2 separate regions of the Mus musculus genome follow, and region 1 is linked to region 2. A link is a contact called in public HiChIP or PLAC-seq data. All regions are on one chromosome and are shown on one strand. The core of a region is the stretch at or near the end of the contact, and the rest is flanking DNA. Distances in the headings are between cores, read along the strand shown.

Region 1 (4,013 bases), core at 145-2,644, 470 kb before region 2:
ACCATTCAAAGTACCTGGCAGGGCCCTGCAACCCAGCGGCTGACTGATGCCTTCAGCAAGCAATGGGAATCTGTGGTTTGCTCATTCTGAACTGATGCAGCTGCTCACTCTGAGCCCCTCAGGGTGGGGAGGCACAGGCCAGGAGCCATTCATACTTCTGGGCAATTTGAAGTCATGTGCTGTGTGTCACCATGGCTGTGACTCAACCCACGGCTTGCCAAAGCTCTTTCACAAAGGGTGAAACTGCTCTGTAGGCGCTTTTTAAAGGAGGGCTCTCTGCCTCCTTCAACATGAGAAGAAAGCGACCTGTGCAGGAGATGGGCCTTTCCTGCTGTCAAGCGCAGCCGGCTCTCTCTCCCCAGCCCTGGGAGTTTTAACAATGGATTTGATGACTGAATGAACAACAGAGAAAAAGAATTGGCAAGGGGTTAGATCCCAAGAGCTTACACTGTTCCATGCATTCTTCCTTCCTGGGGAGGGAATGGGTCTAGAATGGCTGCCAGGAGGGGTCTGGTTCCCAGGGGAGGGCAAAGAGATCTATGTCTCATGGATGTGGGTCCATCCGCCTCCTTCCAAGAGAAAAGAGCAATCCCCTGTATCTAGATCTTTTCTAGAATAATAAATTTCTGGTGTTTGTTGAGGCCCTGAAAAGAGTCTTTCTATTATTGTTTTAGTATTATTGTGCTCCTTTAAAAAAAAAAAATGTGTAATGGCAGATGCCAAAAACCCAGGAGAAGCCAGCAGGGCCGGGCGTGCTGGGTAGGATGGGTGAGCAGCCACCCGTGGACCTCGGTCAAGCTGTACTCGGTCAGCCTGTCCGTGGTCAAGCTGCTCTGAAAGAGTGGGTGGAGGCTACTGCAGGCACCGTGGCTACAGCATCTCCACCTCCCCACTCTTCCTGCTTTGGGTGCTCCGTTGGGCGGGGCACTGTGGCTGGCGGACCTGCTGCCCGTCACAGCTTGCACGGACCACAGAGAGTGGGAGAAAGCCCCTCGGGCTCTGTTTGGCGTGGTTGGTGTGGCGTTTTTACTATTTTCCTTTTTCTTTCTTTACCTTCTGTGTAAACCACAGCTCATAATGGTCAGCCTGGCAGATGGAAACTGAAAGTCAGAGAGCATGTGGCACCTGAGACGCTCCCAGGAAAGCAGATGGCATGACAGCTAGGATTGGGTAAAGAACGGTCCTTGGCCTACCCTGGTGGCATATAGATCACCTTTCAGGTTCTGCCATCTAGATACTCAGAAGAAGGGGGTGGACACCAAAGGTTGGGTCTCTGAGGCACAAGGGCAATAAAGACATAAGCAGTTTAATTAGGCTGATCATACCAATGGCCAGACTGCACAGCCAAGCAGATCGTACTCAGAACTCAAGTTTGCTGTGTTTCCAGGACAGGTGGCCCCTGCCACTCCAGCTGCATGACTTCTCCTTGGTGGGGCCTCCCACAGCTGAGCTTTTACACCAAAACAAATAAAACAAAAGCTCTTCAGGCAAAACTGCTTTCAAAGACTGCTGTCTCTAAAAGGAAATTGACATGACATTTTCCCACAAGAAATTCAAAGAATCGCAATCGCGATTACTCAGAGCTCCTTCTCCACATTCTTGTGAACATTTGAGAAATTCCCAGTGCCTCCCGTTGTCGTCAGTCCGGGAAGCCTGGCGTGCCCAGCCCCACAGATCATAGCAACTGAGCTCATAGCAACTGCACAAACCACCGTGTGACGAGTGCGTGCATGTGTGTGTGTGTGTGTGTGTGTGTGTGTGTGTGTGTGTGTGTGTGTGTGTGTTCTCTCGATTGCGAATGCATGCGCAGGTGTGTGTTTGGACATATGTGGGTGTGTTACTTTGTTTGATAAGGAGAGGAAATGCAAATAAAGAAGAAATGACTTCTGGTAAATTTGGGTCTGAAAACTAACTGTCCCTTTCATCTCAGAGCCTTCCTCTTGAGGCTTTCTTCCGCTGAAGCAGTTTTCCAGGACACTCAGAGACACGCAGCCTCTTCCGTGAATAATCCTGTGAGACCTCCTACTTTGGGTATCAAATTAACTTCATGCCCAGCGACTCTTGAAGGAAGAAGAGCCTATTGGCCACTAGCCTACGTCCAGGGCAAAGTGAAACTGCTGTGAAAACCTGGCAAGTCTTGGCAACTGCCAGGAATGCTGCCAACAAAGGAGAAAGGGCCTGTCAAGCCCTCCCCTTGCGCTCTGTGGAGACAGACAGCTCACCTTGGGTTTCCTCAGACACATCTGTGGGAAGCTGAAGAGTGTTGGCAGGTGAACGTCTGTCTCAATTCCTAAGGAATCAAAAAATAAGACATGAAATAGGAGCGACAGGAAGGATGGAGGGGAGGGGAAACGAATAGAGGAGGGAGGCTCAGAGCTGGAACTGCAGATCTGTGTAGCAGGACCAGCTGCAGGCTAAAGAGCACAGCAAGCTCGTAGGCCGGCCTGCGCCCGGAATTCCAGGCAGTCGTTGGCTACACAGTGAGTCCAGCTCGGAAAAACAGCAACAACAAAACCCTGGTGCCCACCGCTTAGATTACTATCTCTCTCTCTCTCCCTTCCCAGGGCCTTGCTGCTAGGCAACTGCTCAACCACACAGCTACATCCCCAGCCCACTCCTTGAAATGTGAACAGTCTGAAATAAAGTAGGCTATCATATGTGCTGGGCTTCAAAGGCTTAGTAAGAACAAAAGAGGAGTGTAGCTACTTGTGACCTTTTCTCCCCAAAAACTAAAATAAAAAACAAACAAAAAAACAGAGTGTAAAAATTAATAAAAATATTTTTTCAATTATATGATTAAAAAAGCATGTTTTGGAGTTTTTATTAAAGTTAGTTTTCCCTTTTTCTGTTGTAAAGGTTTATTGTTTGTGTGTGTAGGTGTGAGTGTGTGTGTGCATGTGAGTTTGTGTGTGAGTGTGCATGTGTGAGTGTGAGTGTGTGCGAGTGTGTGTATGAGTGTGTGTGTGAGTGTGTGTGCATGTGCAAACCTGGGGCATGGTTAGGCTGGAAGCCAGCAAGCCCATGGCATCTTCCTGTCTCCAGCCCTGGAGTGATGAGCACACACTTGCCACCTGTCCTCACGATTGTACAGCAAGTGCTCTTAACCACTGAGCCCTCTCTCCAACCCTCCTACCTATTTTTCAATTGTTTATTTCATTCTGTTCAGTAGGGTTTTGTAGCCCTGGCTGTCCTTGAACTCCTGATCCCCATGCCTCCTCACTTCCTGTGTGCTAGGGGTACAAGGATGTGCCATCACGCTCTGTATACCTTTTTACTTACCTGTTTCTTAAATGTGACTACTAAAGCATTTACGACTCCGTCTGCAGCCTGCCCTGTCTTTCCAAGACGGCATTTTCCTGCACAGTTGCTTCCCAGTGGGTGGTACAGCCATGGTTCCACCTGTTTCTATTTCCCACTAAGCTGCAGCCATCTTTTGCTTTGCCTCTTTCCCTTAAGAGGGATGGAGAGTCGACTGCCTCAAGTGCAGTGTCTTGACTCCTGGCTTCAGTAATATCTCCACATCTCACTGAAAAAGTCTTTGATTGGTAAAGCAAGCAGCCTTTTCTTTCCCCCTTTCTTCTCTCCTTCCTTCCTTTCCTTCCTCCTTTCGTGAGGCAAGGTCTCACTCTGCAGTTCAAGGTTTGCCTTGAACTCAGCATCCTCCTGTATCAGCCTCCTCGCTGCTGGGTTAGAGGTGTGTACCACTCTTTCTGAGGCCGGAAGATCTCAAGTTTACAATCTACTTTTGGCAGCAACGCAAGGTTGAGAACAACTCAAAGCAACAAGCAAGATCTTGTCTCAAAATAACAATAATCAAGGGAAGAGACGTAGCTCAGAGCCCTTCCGTAACATGCCTGAGGCTCCTGATTCATCAATCAGTGAGAATAAGCCCTCGAACTTCACGTGACAGTATGAAGAGGCCCTGTGCTACTGGAAACAGCTAGTGGGTGGCTATATGATAGCAACAGACACTTTAAAAAGCTGTGTGAATCATGGGAATGCCTTGGTTAGCC
Region 2 (3,976 bases), core at 792-3,291:
AGAAGCTCCCTTCAGTCTCTTAGTTATTTTCCTTATACAGCCCAGGGCCACCTGCCTGAGTGACACTACCCACAGTGAGCTGAGACTTCTTACATCAATTTGCAATCAAGAAAATGCTCTATAGACATGTCCACAGGTCAATCCAATGGAGGACTGACCTATGGGCAATTGAGCAGCTTCCCTAATCCCAATGTGCCAGGGTGACCATTGAAGCTAACTATGACAGAGCATATTAAATTCTTGGGAAGGAGAAAAATGGGGAATTTGCATTGAAAACAGAGGTCATGCGACATGGCCTGGACTCTGTAAATAAAGCAGGAGGTAAGTGATTGCTGAGAGTAAAGGTTAGAGCTAAAAGAGAAGGAACTCTGGTCAGAGACTTCAGGAAAGTGGGAAAGAGATTGTCTAGAAAACCTGCTGAGGGGCAACACTCAACAGAGCCAGTGTAGGATGCCTTCAAAGACAAGCAGAGGGTCGGCGAAGACCCTAGACTAGGCAGCAGCTTTTTGGTAATATCTAGAAATGATCACAAAGGTACCTCATAGCTTTGTTGAACACCATGAGTAGGTGGGCACTTGGCTGTGTGAGTGGTTACTTGAAGAAAGGAAAGAGTATAAACAGATTTGACTAATGGGCAGATATCATGTAAATCTATCAACTTCAGGACATCCTTATTTCCTATTTCTGGGAACAATTTAATAATATATTTATTATTGTTGTTGTTATTAAAGTTTTTGAGACAAGGGTTACTCTGTAGCCCAGCCTGGCTTTGAAGGCACATGATCCACCTGCCTCAGGATGTTAGGATTGTAAGGCAGGAGCCACCACAGTCCATAGCGCAGTATTTCAGCTCCCTCCCATTCCTAGTCTATTCTTGATCACCCCATTTCTGCCAATGCTGTTACTTGCTATTCTAGACTCCCAGGCCTGAAATCTTGGAATCATTGCTTTGCTTCTTCTCTTAGCGTCACCTACACAGTCACCTACACAGTCATATGAGGATGAAGTTTAATTTATAGAGACGGCACCATAACATAAACAATAATACGTATGGTGATACATCATAATTAATGCCATGCAGTCTCTGTTCTGGAAAGAGTCATGACATGCTGTCAGTTGCAGAGTACAGCTGGCAGCAGGTAACTGGGGGCTTCAAGGAGTGAGAGCCCACAAGGGAGGGCTGCAGTAGGCTCATTTTGTGATTAAGCTTCTACCTCCTCTTCTCCAGTAGTTTCCCTGCCTTGACGGCTCTGCCAGATCCAGTACCCACTACCCCCAGACGCATCTTGGTGACGTCAGTTTTGAGAGTCACTCATCGTAAGTCTTCAGGAAACCGAAACAGGGTCCCCAAGAAAATAAAGAACACCCTGGATGTGCTCATGTTCAGTGAGAACGGGTACAGATATTGTACTCAGGATCGGGGTGGGGAGGCAGATTTAGGAAGGGCTTCTCTGAGGAGAGACAAGGGAAGAGATAGCAGGGAGCTGGCGCACATCAGGGCGCAGTGAACAGGCTGATACCAGGCAGATTCAGAATCTTTCAGGGAGAAGAGTGGATCACTGAGGCCGGGGTAGAGAGAATGGGAAGGAGTGGGCTGATGTCTTCCCTGGGCACAGTGTATTGGATTTGTCAGTTAGGAGTCAGAATCGAGGGTGGTTTCAGTAGCAAAAAAGGAAGTACAGAGGGTAGGTAAAGACACCACAAATGCAGAGAATGGGGAAGGATCACAGATCTCCTTCTGAAAGTATGGGTCGAGAAGGAAGAAGGAGGAGAAAGGCCAACAGGCTTCGTCCTCCCCTCCCCTGTAAAACAGACCTGCACTAGTTCAGAGCCTGGGGCATAGATCCCTGTGGTGAAGAAGCTGCTATTTAGAGAAAGGTGTTTGGTGGGCGTGAGATTCCCCACGGGGGTGTGAGGAGATGGAATCTCATCAGGGAGACGTTTTTGTGCCTTTATAATCATTCTCTGACTGTATGCATGCCAACTTGCACGTGTATGATTGTACAGGCGGAACAACTATAAACCAAAAAGCTTCCGAATCTAAAGTTTGAATATGGGCGTGACTGCACAAGTGGGGACAAAAAGTCCCACCTCTGATCTCATGATCTGGGCGGCAATGAAATACCAAATAGCTGAAAGCTGCTTGCATAGCTGTATACAAAACACGAATGGCAAGAGAAATCAGCATTAAGCATCCGAGAGGCTTGCAAATACTTCCAGACTCTAAACTGGGTCTTTTAATGTTATATTGCCAGTGTAAATTTATATAACTACCATAAACTTAGTTAAGTCGGGGGCCGAAACTAAGTTTCAGCAGGTTAAAATAAAGGTACAGAAGGGCTGTACACCTTTTGGACCTTTCTAGGGGATAATCTTGCCCCGTCTAGCTTCTAGAGACAACCACAAGGGCTGGGGGATGTAGCCCAGTTGTGGAAACCTTGACTAGAGATAACCACATTCCTTGGCTTTTGACCCAGTTTCTTCATCCAAAACCAGCAGTGCCACATGTCTCTGACTTTTGTGCAATCATCCTCAGTCAGGGACTGGGGCTATGGCTCAGCAGTGAAGTGCTTACCTACATGTGGTAGGCTCTGGTTCCCCCCAGGAGTACATCTAATAATAATAATGATGATGATGATGATAATAATAATAAGCATAGTTGGGAAGTGTCTGCTTTTAAGAACTCCTATAGTTAGGTTAGACACAACTGAGGAGCACAAGGCAATCGGCCCACCTCAAGGCCCTTAACCTTAATTATGTCTGTGAGTTTCTTGTATAAACTAACATACAGGCATGGGCACCTCTGGAGGCTTTACTCTGCCTAGCACACTAGAACTAAGTACGAGGTTCTTATTTTAAGTTTGAAACAGGCAAAATATTTAATCTTGGAAAGTTTGGAGCTGGAGAGATGGCTCAGTGGTTAAAGCACTTGCTGTTCTTTCGGAGGATCCATATTAGTTTCCTAGCATCCATTCGTTACTAGCAGTCATCTGTAACCCCACTCTAGTGGCTCCGACACCCTCTTCTGGCTTCCACAGGCATTGTCCGCAAGCGGCACACATACATGTAGGCAAACACTCACGTGTAAAACAAACAAACACAAAATCTGTTTTTTAAGTTAAAAAAAATATATATATATGGGGAGGTTTGATATTTGTACTTGACTTGGGAAAGATAAGTTGGTCAAATAGGTGAACTAGATTCTAAAGGCCAGGCAATGTAAAGGCTACAAAGGTATAGAAAAGCAGCCAACTGGTAGCCTGAGGTAAAACTTTCAGCCTGTGAAGAGAAATATAACTGGAAAAGTGAATCTCAATTATGCTTAGGAAGGAAGACATAGGCATTTGAACCAAACATTAAGACAATCGAAATCACAGTGGTGGCAAGACTTGCAGGTTCTAGAGAGGATACCAACATAAAAGGGAGAAACGCTAAGAGTTTTCATTCCCAGGAGCTTGAGGGATTAGCATGCTTCATGTGGAGTTCTAAGGTTAGAATTTACAAACTATATTCAGGGCTAGATTCTGAATTCAGCTGCTTTGTGCCTCTCCTTTGTTACCATGTAGTCTCTGAATATATGTGTTGCCACATGAGTGTACTCTTTGTAAAGCCAGATGGCCAGTTCTTGATGTCAAAATAGCATTTCTTGGCAATCCAATTCCAACTATAGAAACCAAATAGTAAGAAATTCTATTCTAACTCTAAGTACTTTCAGAAATATGATAGAGGCAGTATTCTTCCCCAGTGGACTTTGTATACTTGCTGTGTTCCAGGCACTGTCCTGAATTTTTTTTTTTTAATTAAAAACCCAAGTAATAAGAGTTTCAATGATCCCTGCTTGGTAGGCCAAAGCATGAACTCAAAGGAGGAAATAAAAGAGGAACAAATATATCCTAATATTTTCTACTCCAGTAAAAATTAGTTAGTAAATGACATGTCAGATACTAGTGAAATTGTAAAAAGCTGTTTGGTTGTT

Evidence for each region. HiChIP or PLAC-seq counts read pairs in DNA pulled down with a chosen protein or histone mark.
Region 1: an H3K4me3 HiChIP or PLAC-seq map of bone marrow-derived macrophages shows a contact between it and region 2, with 5 times the contacts expected there. The contact joins two enhancer-like sites. A contact is called at or near these places in 2 of 39 promoter capture datasets (the C10 cell line and pre-B cells) and 2 of 115 datasets of contacts at active chromatin or transcription factors (bone marrow-derived macrophages and embryonic stem cells).

The regions. Positions count from the first base shown.
Region 1 is chr12:55,462,647-55,466,659 of GRCm38.p6, reverse strand. No RefSeq gene overlaps it. Among named protein-coding and RNA genes, the nearest start is that of Nfkbia, 28 kb to the left of the region's middle. Within about 2 kb of position 1,394, at least 320 of the 459 cell types and tissues checked have an H3K27ac peak or open chromatin away from gene starts, as enhancers often do. A contact at or near this core is called in bone marrow-derived macrophages, where this site is marked.
Region 2 is chr12:54,991,511-54,995,486 of GRCm38.p6, reverse strand. It overlaps a transcript of Baz1a not described here. Among named protein-coding and RNA genes, the nearest start is that of Gm24296, 3.6 kb to the left of the region's middle. Within about 2 kb of position 2,041, at least 95 of the 459 cell types and tissues checked have an H3K27ac peak or open chromatin away from gene starts, as enhancers often do. A contact at or near this core is called in bone marrow-derived macrophages, where this site is marked.